Linked DNA regions of Zea mays: region 1 is linked to region 2. A link is a contact called in public Hi-C data. All regions are on one chromosome and are shown on one strand. The core of a region is the stretch at or near the end of the contact, and the rest is flanking DNA. Distances in the headings are between cores, read along the strand shown.

Region 1 (5,459 bases), core at 2,324-4,823, 200 kb before region 2:
TTGAATCTTTGATCAATTTCTCTTGGAATGCCTCTCTTTATGTCTCAACAAGTGAATTTGACTTAGAGATAGGAAATTGAGTTTGATTTGCAAAAACAAACCAAGCGGTGGCAAAGAATGATCCAAATATGCCAAATTTGAATCAAAACAAATTCTTGTTCTTATTTGCATTGATGTTGCACTTCTATATGTTGCTTTTTGTTGTGTTGGCATAAATCACCAAAAAGGGGGAGATTGAAAGGGAAATGTGCCCTTGGGCCATTTCTAAGTATTTTGGTGATTAAGTGTCCAACACAAATGGTTATGTGTTAAACTATGACAAATGGTGGACAAAGTGAAAATCAATACAAATGTATCATTCTAGACTTAGTACATTGGTTTTTGTGTACTAACATATTTGTCTAAGTGCTAGAATCAGAGAAAAAACAAATGGAAAAGTCTTGGCTCGAGCAGCCAAGACTCTGCTCAGTCTGGGTGCACCGGACAGTGTCCGGTGCGCCAGGCTGGCGCTGGTCAACTGGCCGCTCTCGGGAACTCGACGGCGGCGTACGGCTATAATTCACCGGACTGTCCGGTGAGCCAACGGTCGGCCGCGCAATCTGCGCATGACACGTGGCCGAGCCAATGGTCAGAAGGGGGCACCAGACTGTCCGGTGTGCACCGGACAGTGTCCTGTGCGCCAACGGCTCTAAATCGTCAACGGTCGGCTGCGCCAGAATAGGAAAGAAATCTGCACCGGACAGTGTCCGGTGGTGCACCGAACTGTCCGGTGCACCAGTCGACAGAAGGCAAGAATTGCCTTTCTGGATTGCTCTCAACGGCTCCTAGCTGCCTTGGGGCTATAAAAGGGACCCCTAGGCGCATGAAGGAATACACCAAGCATTCTTTGATCATCTCTTAGCACCAAGACATCTCTCTAGCGCATTTGATTCGTTGTGATAGCAATTTGAGCTCCTCTTGAGTTGAGAACTCCCTGTGTGATCTTAGAGCTCAAGTTGTGACTTGTGTGCGTATTTGTGCTCGTGCCTTGAGGCTTGTGTGTGTTGCTCTTCCCACTCTTACATCTGTGTTTCTTTGTGATCATCTCATTGTAAGGGCGAGAGGCTCCAAGTTGTGGAGATTCCTCGCAAACGGGAAAGAGTAAAGAAAGAAGAACACCGTGGTATTCAAGTTGATCATTGGATCACTTGAAAGGAGTTGAGTGCAACTCTCGTCCATTGGGACGCCACAACGTGGACTAGGCAAGTATTGTACTTGGCCGAACCACGGGATAAATCCTTGTGTCTCTTGTGCTTGTTTTCACTGTGTCAATTGTGGTTCACAAGAGCTCTCCTTAGCCACTTGATTTCATTGTGCTAACATTTAATCAAGTTTGTGGCTTTAAGTTTCAAGTTTTTACAGGATCACCTATTCACCCCCCCTCTAGGTGCTCTCAACGACAACATCATTGGCCCCATGTTGTTGACTTGAACAAAGCCGACCTGAGCATCTGGATTGTTGATATTAAATTAAGGAGGCTCTTGAACCAGATTTACTTCTTCCACTATCAAGTCACCCATGTTTTCCATTATTTCATCTTCATTTGGCTGTTGGATTGCTTATAGAGCCAAAGACAGCTGGGACTTCCAAAATCTGTTCATCAAGTTGAGGCATCTCTAAATCTTGAACACCCGCATCTACAACCATGTTGATGGGTGCCCAAGGAAAGGAGTCAAAATTATGACCCAAAATGCCCACTGAGCTACTAGATGAGTTCAAATCCTCCAAACCAGAGAATTGAAAACTGAGCTAGCCTTCCCGAGGATGCTAATTTACTAGTTGTTCATGTTGTGGAACTGGTGGAGGTTGTGCAACTACTAGCCATTCATCCCACCCCACATTATCTTACTTTTGCTTGTGTTCTGCCTAAGCCTGTGGAAGACTGAGGTCGAGACCAACATTTTCCATTGGCTTACCAAGCCCCATTTCCATCTGAACTAGTGGCTGACCAAGACCAAAAAAGTCAAATGGTAACTCTTGTCCATTGTTTGGGTAGGGGGACACTTCCTCTTCGTCTTCTGGGAGAGCACCAAGTAAATCATTCTGAATGATATCACATTGTATGGTCCGAGAAAAACCTTGAAACACTTCTGTAACAGAAAAGACTATAAAATGTGGCACTTCTTCAAGCGCTATTACCCTAGCCCCGAGCAATAACCTTGTTATATTTGAATGATCTGCTTCCCTCATAAGCAGCATCCCGAAAGCCCCAATAGCATTCTGAATGTGTTCATGTGACCAATAATCAAAAGGAAAAGCCAACAACATTAACCAACATTCCCTATTAAAGTTGAGGGAGCCCTGAGCAATAACCTTGTTATATTTGAATGATCCGCTTCCCTCATAAGCAACATCCCGAAAGCCCCAATAGCATTCTGAATGTGTTCATGTGACCAATAATCAAAAGGAAAAGCCAACAACATTAACCAACATTCCCTATTAAAGTTGAGGGAGTGAAAATTCCATGCCTCATTATGCCTGATCAAAGTAAAATTAAAACCCAACGCTTGTTGCGGGCCCAAAGCAATCAAATTATCCCTATCATAAACAAAACGGAACCGAACAAGGGCCTGCCCAAGATGTGTACGCTAAATGTCCCTGATACGCAACTACCTGAGCTCTACCAAATACTCCCGGAACAATATCGGCAAAAACTTAGAAGTTGACCGCATACCCTTGTCCCGCATTCTGGCTCGGTCTCTTGGCTGGATCCAAGGACATGTCTCAGTGGCGGAGCCAGCCCTTATTTTGGGGTCAACTGACCCCGGTAATTTTTTGAATATCTAATAGAAATCGGTGTTAATAACAAAAGTTCTATAGTAAAGATCCAGTAGATAATACTAATGACCCCGATAAAATATTTGCTAGCTTCGCTGTCACGTCTAATATATGTGACTAGAATCTAATATGTAGCACCGTCAACAGAATACATAATCAGGGGACAAGATTGATTCCATGCATGTGAGTTCCTATCAATCGTGTCTACAGGTATGTAGCTGTTGGTTTTCCTGTAATACTGTGCCATACATATATAAATAATCTATCCTAGTTTCTGTATCTACACCTTGTGATTTAGATGTCAAAATCAGATGAAAGGTGGCTTCGGGCTATCAGCAGGTTACCGGATCCAAAGCAGTCACGGAAGCCTATTTAAATGATTATTTGACTCTTGATTTGTTATGGATGTGGCATATATATGTTTGGAGAATAATAAAACTAAAGGTGCATGGTATAGGTATATACTTTATGATAACCAATGCAATCAAGTAATTGATCAACTTAGCTAACCTGAAACCATTAAATTAGCATATATAGATGTCCATGGTCTAAGCAATAGTGGGTAAAAAAAAATTGTACCGGAATAAAGCCACCATAGATGACAGCTACATAACCACGTCTCCTCTAAGTAATACTAACAAATGATAATATATAGATCACTGAAGATATCATGTAATTTTTATATAGCCACAATAGCGTCCTGCAAGTCTTGTTTTGTTATTCGAAAGGGACAGAAAGAGAGGAATAGATGGGTGCCAAGTTTAGGGGACATGGTGGGCCTTGTTTGGAAGTTGGGGAAAGACTTGATAAAGAGCGAGGAGGAGGGAAGAATTTGGAGGTGAATGAAGCTTTCGTGGGTGGTGGAGACGAGATTGCGTTACGAAAATAAAGCCGCGAAAATCCAGCTTTCCCTGGGGTTAGTAGGATTTGGGGGAGATTTCTTTCCAACCGGGCTGAAGCAAAAGTCCAACCGGAAAGCTTGCTGATCTGAACTCACATAGATGCTGGAGACGCTGGCTCTGATGTGCCGTGTGCTGTCGTCCCAACTTGTTTAGCCATGTAAAAACGCGCACCAAAGGGGTGATCTTTGCGCACTAGTTACAGCTGAGATCTGGGAACCACTGGCCTTGTTGGACAATACCAAAGCTGCACGAACTGAAACACTTGGTGGTTCGGTTCCATTCACCTTTTAACTTGAAGTCAAACGTGGTATTCCTTCTGAGAAGGTATACTACAGCTAGTGCCAGTGACAGTGATTCACTCAAAGCAGTGTGATGGCAAGTACAACGACAGGAAGACCATCGCATTACGTTGCCCAGGTTCTTAACTAAACATGGATGCTGCTGATGCTTTTTTTTTGTCTGGGTAGACACGACTGATACAAAGTAGAATTGCACAAGAAGAAGAATAGCAGACGACGGCTCTGTCGTCTGTCCTTTTGCTTATCCTATTATTATACAATGATCTTAGGTGTGCTGCTCGGTGCTCACTAACCAGCACTAGCTGATGTTCTTCTACTCAAGTACAGAAGGAAGTCATAAAACATGATTGCGGAAATTGTCTCCCCAACATTTTTTTTGTCAGTCGGCACAATTTCCGCCCTTTCCGTACTATAGACCGGTTTCTTAACCTGTAGCTTAGCTTCTGAGCAGCTGTTATATTTAGATCTTCCATCGATCCCACAGCTGTCGCTGTGGATTAATTTCCACTTCTGGTAGCAGTGCAGGCGTACAACAAGTGGAACAATAATTAAGCACATTTGTCATGTTTCATTTCTTGAATGACGTGAAATGTTGATATGAAAGATGGCTGATTAGTTAGTTTGGTAAGATATGTTTTTTTATTTCTTATGCTTTAGCTATTTCTTTTTGTGAAGTGTTACTTTTGCCTTGTGTTTATATGGAGCATGTAAATACACCACTAAGGTTGTGCCATCTCAAACAGATCTCCTATCACATTCCCTATTTTATCTCTTATTTCAAACTTAACTCTGTAAATAGTGCCATCTATAGTTCTGCGTCCCCTATTTTATACGATCCACTGAAGATAGCCTTAGATCGAAAACTTGCACATCCCAAATATTGGGAGAAATAAAATCTTTTTTTGTGTTGTAGCACTGTGGTAGAAGCGATTTTTCATGTTTTACCGCAAGCGATTACAATACACTAGTATGTGTAGGAAATTAGATGTAAATCAAAAGAATAAGAGATAACAAACAAATCGAATCCTAAGGACTATTCCATTCATTGATGGTCACCACATCTTTTTCTCAAAGACACATTCCTTTGCAGAGGTGGCTCTTAGCTCACAATCTTAATTTAATGCCCATTAGGACAACATCGTTCGATGCTCATCCACTCATCAGCTGTGTGAGCTTGAACTCGGAGATTGCGTCTACATTCCCAATCACTTAGGGAAGATCCAGAAAAGTACACTAGAAGCGAGGCACCAACGACGTCGTTGGCTAGTGTAGAACATTTGATGGAGATCCACAACATTGGGGTTCCAGTCCAAACCGAGATGAATATGATGAGAAAGAACCTCCAAGTCGGTTCGCACAAGGCCGATCAAAAGAGGAGATATTGGAGGGGCCATCCCTTCAGACAACACTTTGTCACAGAGGCAGAGCTCGTCGTGGTGAT
Region 2 (5,684 bases), core at 1,581-4,080:
ACTATACAATCAAGCGGTTAATACAATACAAAATCCTAATAAAACACTACAAGCACTCGCTCTAGTTCATTCGAGCAAGGTCACTATACAATTCTAGTAGCTAGTTGATTCCATCCTAATCGCTCCACCAAACAAATCTACTAGCTATACAACTACAATAAAAATGATTCATACACTCACTAGGGCGCGGGCGGACGGGCGGGCGGACGGGCGGGCGCCGGCGAGGGCGCGGGCGCCGGCGAGGGCGCCGGCGAGGGCGCGGGCGCCGGCGAGGGCGCCGGCGAGGGAGGCCGCGGCGGGCGCGGGCGCGGGCGCTGGCGAGGGCGGCCGCGGCGGGCACGGCGGGCGGCGGCCGCGGCGGGCGCTGGCGTGGGCGGACGCGGCCGGCGACGGCACGACGGGCGGCGAGCCGGCGATGGCGCGGAGCGGCGGCGGGCGCGCAGGGAGAAAGAAGGAGAAAGGAGAAAGAAGAAAGAAGAAAGGAGAAAGAAGGAAGCCGCGGGCGAGTATATTCGCCTTCTTTGCCGAGTGCCCGTGATCTGGCACTCGGCAAAGTTTTTTTTAATTTTTAAAATAAACTTTGCCGAGTGCCAGATCGGTGGCACTCGGTAAAGGATCCTTTGCCGAGTGTCTACCATCTGACACTCGGCAAATATTACCTTACACATCTTTGCCGAGTGCCACCCTGGGGGGCACTCGGCAAAGAAGTCTTTGCCGAGTGTCTTCCTTGGACACTCGGCAAAGTACATTTTTATTTTTTTTATTTTGCCAACCAAAATTTTTGTGGTATGTTCCTACACTATGTAGACCTACATGTACCATTTTGGGACAATTATAACAGTGTTTTCTATAGCTAGTACATTTAGTTTGTTTATTTGAATTTCTTCGGAAAATTCAGATTTGAACTGCAGGTCACTCGAAACTTGGAAAACCGTGAATGCAAAAATGATATCCATGCTACATAGCACAAGTTACGACCGATTTCAGGAGCGGACCGGAAACTTCGAGCACCATGCTCACTCAACATGGCCGTGAACTTGCCATACAACTGTTTAAAAAATTTATAAAACACAAACAAACTTAGAAAATCATGAAACTTGTCCACATGTCATGATATCATATGTAGAGTCTGTGATAAAAAATTTAGAATGTTTGGAGAAAGTTGTGAGACACTATGTGTAGAAACCTAAGAGAACCACACATGAAATCATAGAGTTTCAATGTGGATCTCTTAGGTTTGTACACATAGTGCGTTACAGCTTTCTCGAAACTTTTTCAAATTTTTATCACAGCCTCTACATATGATATCATGACACGTGGACAGGGTTCATGATTTTCTGACTTTGTTTCTGTTTTATACAATTTTTAAACACCTGGATGGCAAGTTTACGGTCATGTTGAGTGAGCATGGTGCTCGAAGTTTCCGGTTCGCTCCTGAAATCGGTCGTAACTTGTGCTATGTAGCATGGATATCATTTTTGCATTCACGGTTTTCCAAGTTTCGAGTGACCTGCAGTTCAAATCTGAATTTTCCGAAGAAATTCAAATAAACAAACTAAATGTACTAGCTATAGAAAAAACTGTTATAATTGTCCCAAAATGGTACATGTAGGTCTACATAGTGTAGAAACATACCACAAAAATTTTGGTGACCAAAATAAAAAAAATTAAAATATGCTTTGCCGAGTGTCTACAGAGGACACTCGGCAAAGACTATGTTTGCCGAGCGCCAGATATTTGACACTCGGCAAAAACTGACGGCCGTCAGTTGTAGACGGCCGCTAACGGCCCTTTGCCGAGAGCCATGTTTGCCGAGTGCTTGACCCTCGGCAAAGAAGTCTTTGCCGAGTGCTCGGCTGTGCCGAGTGTCCTACACTCGGTAAACTAGCTCTTTACCGAGCGCAGGACGTTGCCGAGTGCGGCACTCGGCAAAGCCGGATTTGCCGAGTGCCCGATAAAAAGCACTCGGCAAAGCCACCGGCACTCGGCAAAGGCGCGAATTCCGGTAGTGATTTGGACGCGGCAGCACCTGGCACGGGCACACACGTTGAGGCGCGCGTCTCGTCGGAGCGAGAGAGTGCGCACCAGTCACCAGCAGTCCAGGCGTCCAGCACAGATGGTGGGTGGTGTTCCGGCCGGGCCGGTACTCACTTGTCAATCGGGACCAGAAAAGCATGCGACAATATGTGCCATGTACTTGCCTTGCCTTGCAGAGATCGATCCAAGTGACCGGCATACGTGCGCTATGAGCCTCTGTCGTTTGCATGCTCAGCGTGTGCCTTCCCCGTTGGGTTGGGGGCTTGCGTGTCGACAATATGGTCCATCGGTTCTTGGTCTTGCCAACTTTATTTTAATTTAGGGCTTGTTCGGTTAGCTCTCAATCCATGTGGATTGAGTGGGATTGGATGGGTTTGAATCCCAAACAAGTCAAATTTCTTAAGAATTTTTTCCAATCCCATCCAATCCATGTGTATTGGGAATAACCGAACAAGGCCTTAGCAGGCACCAAAACCATGCATCAAGCTAGCTTGATATTATTTATTATTTATCTATAAGGCCGACAGGGTAAATTACGTAACCTGCTTCTGCCATTCCGGTGGACAAGCACTGACGGACGAGAGCTGGATAATTATATAATAGATAAATAAACGAATACGAGTACTACTTACGTAAAAACAGTGCCGTGAACAGAAGTGACAGAATTTTCTTTTTATGGTAATGTCCGGAGAATCCCCCCGCATCGAGATCGCGCTCGCTGGGGCCCACGCTTCTGGGCCGGTCCAGCGGCGGGGCCACGTAGGCTCCGCATGCATCGAAACTCCGGCGTCCACGTTTCGCGCCGCGGTTGGACCGCCCCCAGCCAACGGAACCTCAACACGTGGCCTGCACTCCCTGATCTCCCATTGGCTGCATCGGCGGTAGCAGCCACGTACGAAACGCACGCAGTCATTCATGCTCATGCATGCATGCCAATAGGGTTAGGGGCCGCGTACGCCTGCGCTTTACGCTAGGGGTTTTGTTTACTGGTACTGGTACATGCGGTGCGAGTGCGACTAGACTAACAAAGATTATTAGCTTTTGTTAATCCCTGGAACGTACCTAAACTAACAAGGATTAGCGAGTCAACATGTGCACAGTAGTGGAGTGGCGCCTCCACAGGGAGGTGGATGATGATATATAGATCATCCTAAGATTCGTATCACATATAGTATTATTAAGTGGGGGGTTACCTGCTATTTTTTTATTTGGCAAGTTTTCTATTCGCCCCCACTAGCTGGTCTCGTTGGTCCCCTTCTTCGTTCCACCCCCGTTCTCCGCCTCTGGAGACCGTATTATAAGGCACAATTGTCGGTGATAAATTGTATCCTAGACATATATAGAATAACCATCGACGGTTACGTCGTGCGTATACCATTGGTCGCCTTTCGTTACTGAATTTGTATAGTACAAGTATATATACATATACATGCACGCTCTCCTATCAACGGCAACTTGACTCCTGCATAACCTAACAATATAGTACAAAGCAAACCCACAACAAGAACTGAATCAATGTGTGTGTATATATATATATATATATATATATATATATATATATATATATATATATATATATATATATATATATATATATATATATATATATATATATATATATAGGCGGGATACATGCATATATATATATATATATATATATATATATATATATATATATATATATATATATATATATATATATATATATATGCATGTATCCCGCCTGTCTATAATAATATGCATGTCGCGTCGACGGGCTGTCGTAGGCTAGCTTATCATACTCGCATCGCATTCACATCATATATATCCAAGTGGATTAGGCTAGGTTGGCTACGAACTGGGGTTAACCCTAGTCGAAGCTAATAAAATTATGTTATGCCCCTACTATACATGGATCATTATGGAGTCACCCCATTTGGCAAAGCATCGGCCATATATATATATATAAAGTAATCCATGATTGTACGGGAGGCATGTAGAACGGATTTGATAGGATGTCTCCAGACGAGCAACTAGAGCTATATTAGTTTAGTTTAATGGCGAGCGCAAAAGATTAACCTAATCGTCAATGTCATGTGGATGGATGCATGTACGCAGCACCAGCTCAGTTGATCTAGTCGACAAGCCTATAGCTAACAAAACTGCAGATGCACGTCGTCTGACCTTTCCATCTCCATGTTTTTTTCCCCTGCTCAATTCCTGTTGAACTCATCGTTAAGTAGTCCAGTACAGTATATATGATTCAACTCATCAGGCTATATATTATTCACAGTTTAACTGTGATTTCATCATCTTTTCTCGAAGACTATCAGTTGGGCCTTTGATTGCATGAGACGAGGTTCTTAAAAATCTAGGCTTGCATCATCTTCGGATCATGTGTTGTTGCTTGTATGATTAGTTTTTTTTTTGAAGCTTGTAGGATTAGTTAACTACTGGTGGCTTAAGTACACGTAGGCATGAGTCTTTTAATAAAGGCAATGTATCCTGTGTAAAAGGTTCTCCTGTGTAAACATGCTAAAACGCCTTAACAACCTTTAGATCCAGAATCAAAGCCTAATTTTAATCTCACCTAACCGCCACCGCACCAGATTACCAGGAGGGGGTTCTTTAGAAAAAACACAAGATTATTAGGTGGGATTAAGATTAGCCTTTGATTCTGGATCCAAAGGTTGTTAAGACGTTTTAGCATGTTTACACAGGAGAACCTTTTACATAGGATATGTTGCCTTCAATAAAAGGACAAGTAGGTGACGCATGGCGAGACCTGTCTAGCGTAGAGTTTTCTTTTTTTTTTTGTGGCATGTGGGAAGCTTAGACCGGCCGAGCGCAGCGTGGGTTAATTAACTTGATTATTAGAGCCGGCCAATTTCAGTTGGCTTTGTTTGGTGACTAGAAATAGAGATAAGGGCCAGCTAGGGCCGGTCAGTACTAAAGTATTTTGTTGATTGGCACAAGATTGGGGATGGAGAAATTTCTAGCAAAGAGACGCATGCAAGAGATAGCTGAAAGGGACGACCAAACACTTCGTTAACCTTTTTTTTAAAAAACCAGAAACTAGCCACGCCTTCTAGAGTGTGTGGGGTTGACACCCCTTCGTATGGTTCGATTAGCCAGCACATTCTTGTGCTGCTGATGTGATATGAAAGGTGATGTAAAGCTACGGTTTTTGATAAATAATCTTGCGTCGGTAGGTTTCTCTATGATCGACCGTGGTGTCAACTTGGACTTGTCCCTAGCTGGCTTTTCTGTCTGTCTTCGTTTTGGTATGCATGCACGCGGTTGAATGTTGCACCGAATATTTCATGCGAGATTATTATAAAGATCATGAGATTTTTTTTTTTGCAATGTTTGGAAATTAACGAGGATCCTCCATTTGTCTTGATCGGATGGTTAAGAATTAGAAGGAACCGCCGATCCCCGTCCCCCTGCCGGCGCTTCCCTTCCCTCTTCTTCCACAAGACCACAACCAGTCAACCACGCAACCGCAGGCGGCTGAGCTTGCTCTCCATCTGAACCGCGACAGCGCGTCGGCCTCGTAAGCACCAGGCGTTGTTCCCCTCAATTTCTCTTGCATAATCCTGCTAGCCGCAACAGCTGGGTTTCATTCCTCCTATGCTTCTTCGCCTTTCCTTTGCTGCTTGCTTGTG

Evidence for each region. A called contact is a pair of places that touch in the nucleus more often than the background predicts.
Region 1: a Hi-C map of leaf shows a contact between it and region 2, with 2.4 times the contacts expected there. The contact joins two enhancer-like sites. A contact is called at or near these places in 5 of 25 Hi-C or Micro-C datasets (bundle sheath, ear, leaf and 1 more).

What each region holds. Positions count from the first base shown.
Region 1 is chr3:22,186,020-22,191,478 of Zm-B73-REFERENCE-NAM-5.0, reverse strand. No RefSeq gene overlaps it. Among protein-coding and RNA genes, the nearest start is that of LOC103649833, 120 kb to the right of the region's middle. Within about 2 kb of position 3,573, at least 7 of the 20 cell types and tissues checked have an H3K27ac peak or open chromatin away from gene starts, as enhancers often do. A contact at or near this core is called in bundle sheath and leaf, where this site is marked.
Region 2 is chr3:21,983,842-21,989,525 of Zm-B73-REFERENCE-NAM-5.0, reverse strand. No RefSeq gene overlaps it. Among protein-coding and RNA genes, the nearest start is that of LOC103649831, 5.9 kb to the right of the region's middle. Within about 2 kb of position 2,830, at least 18 of the 20 cell types and tissues checked have an H3K27ac peak or open chromatin away from gene starts, as enhancers often do. A contact at or near this core is called in bundle sheath and leaf, where this site is marked.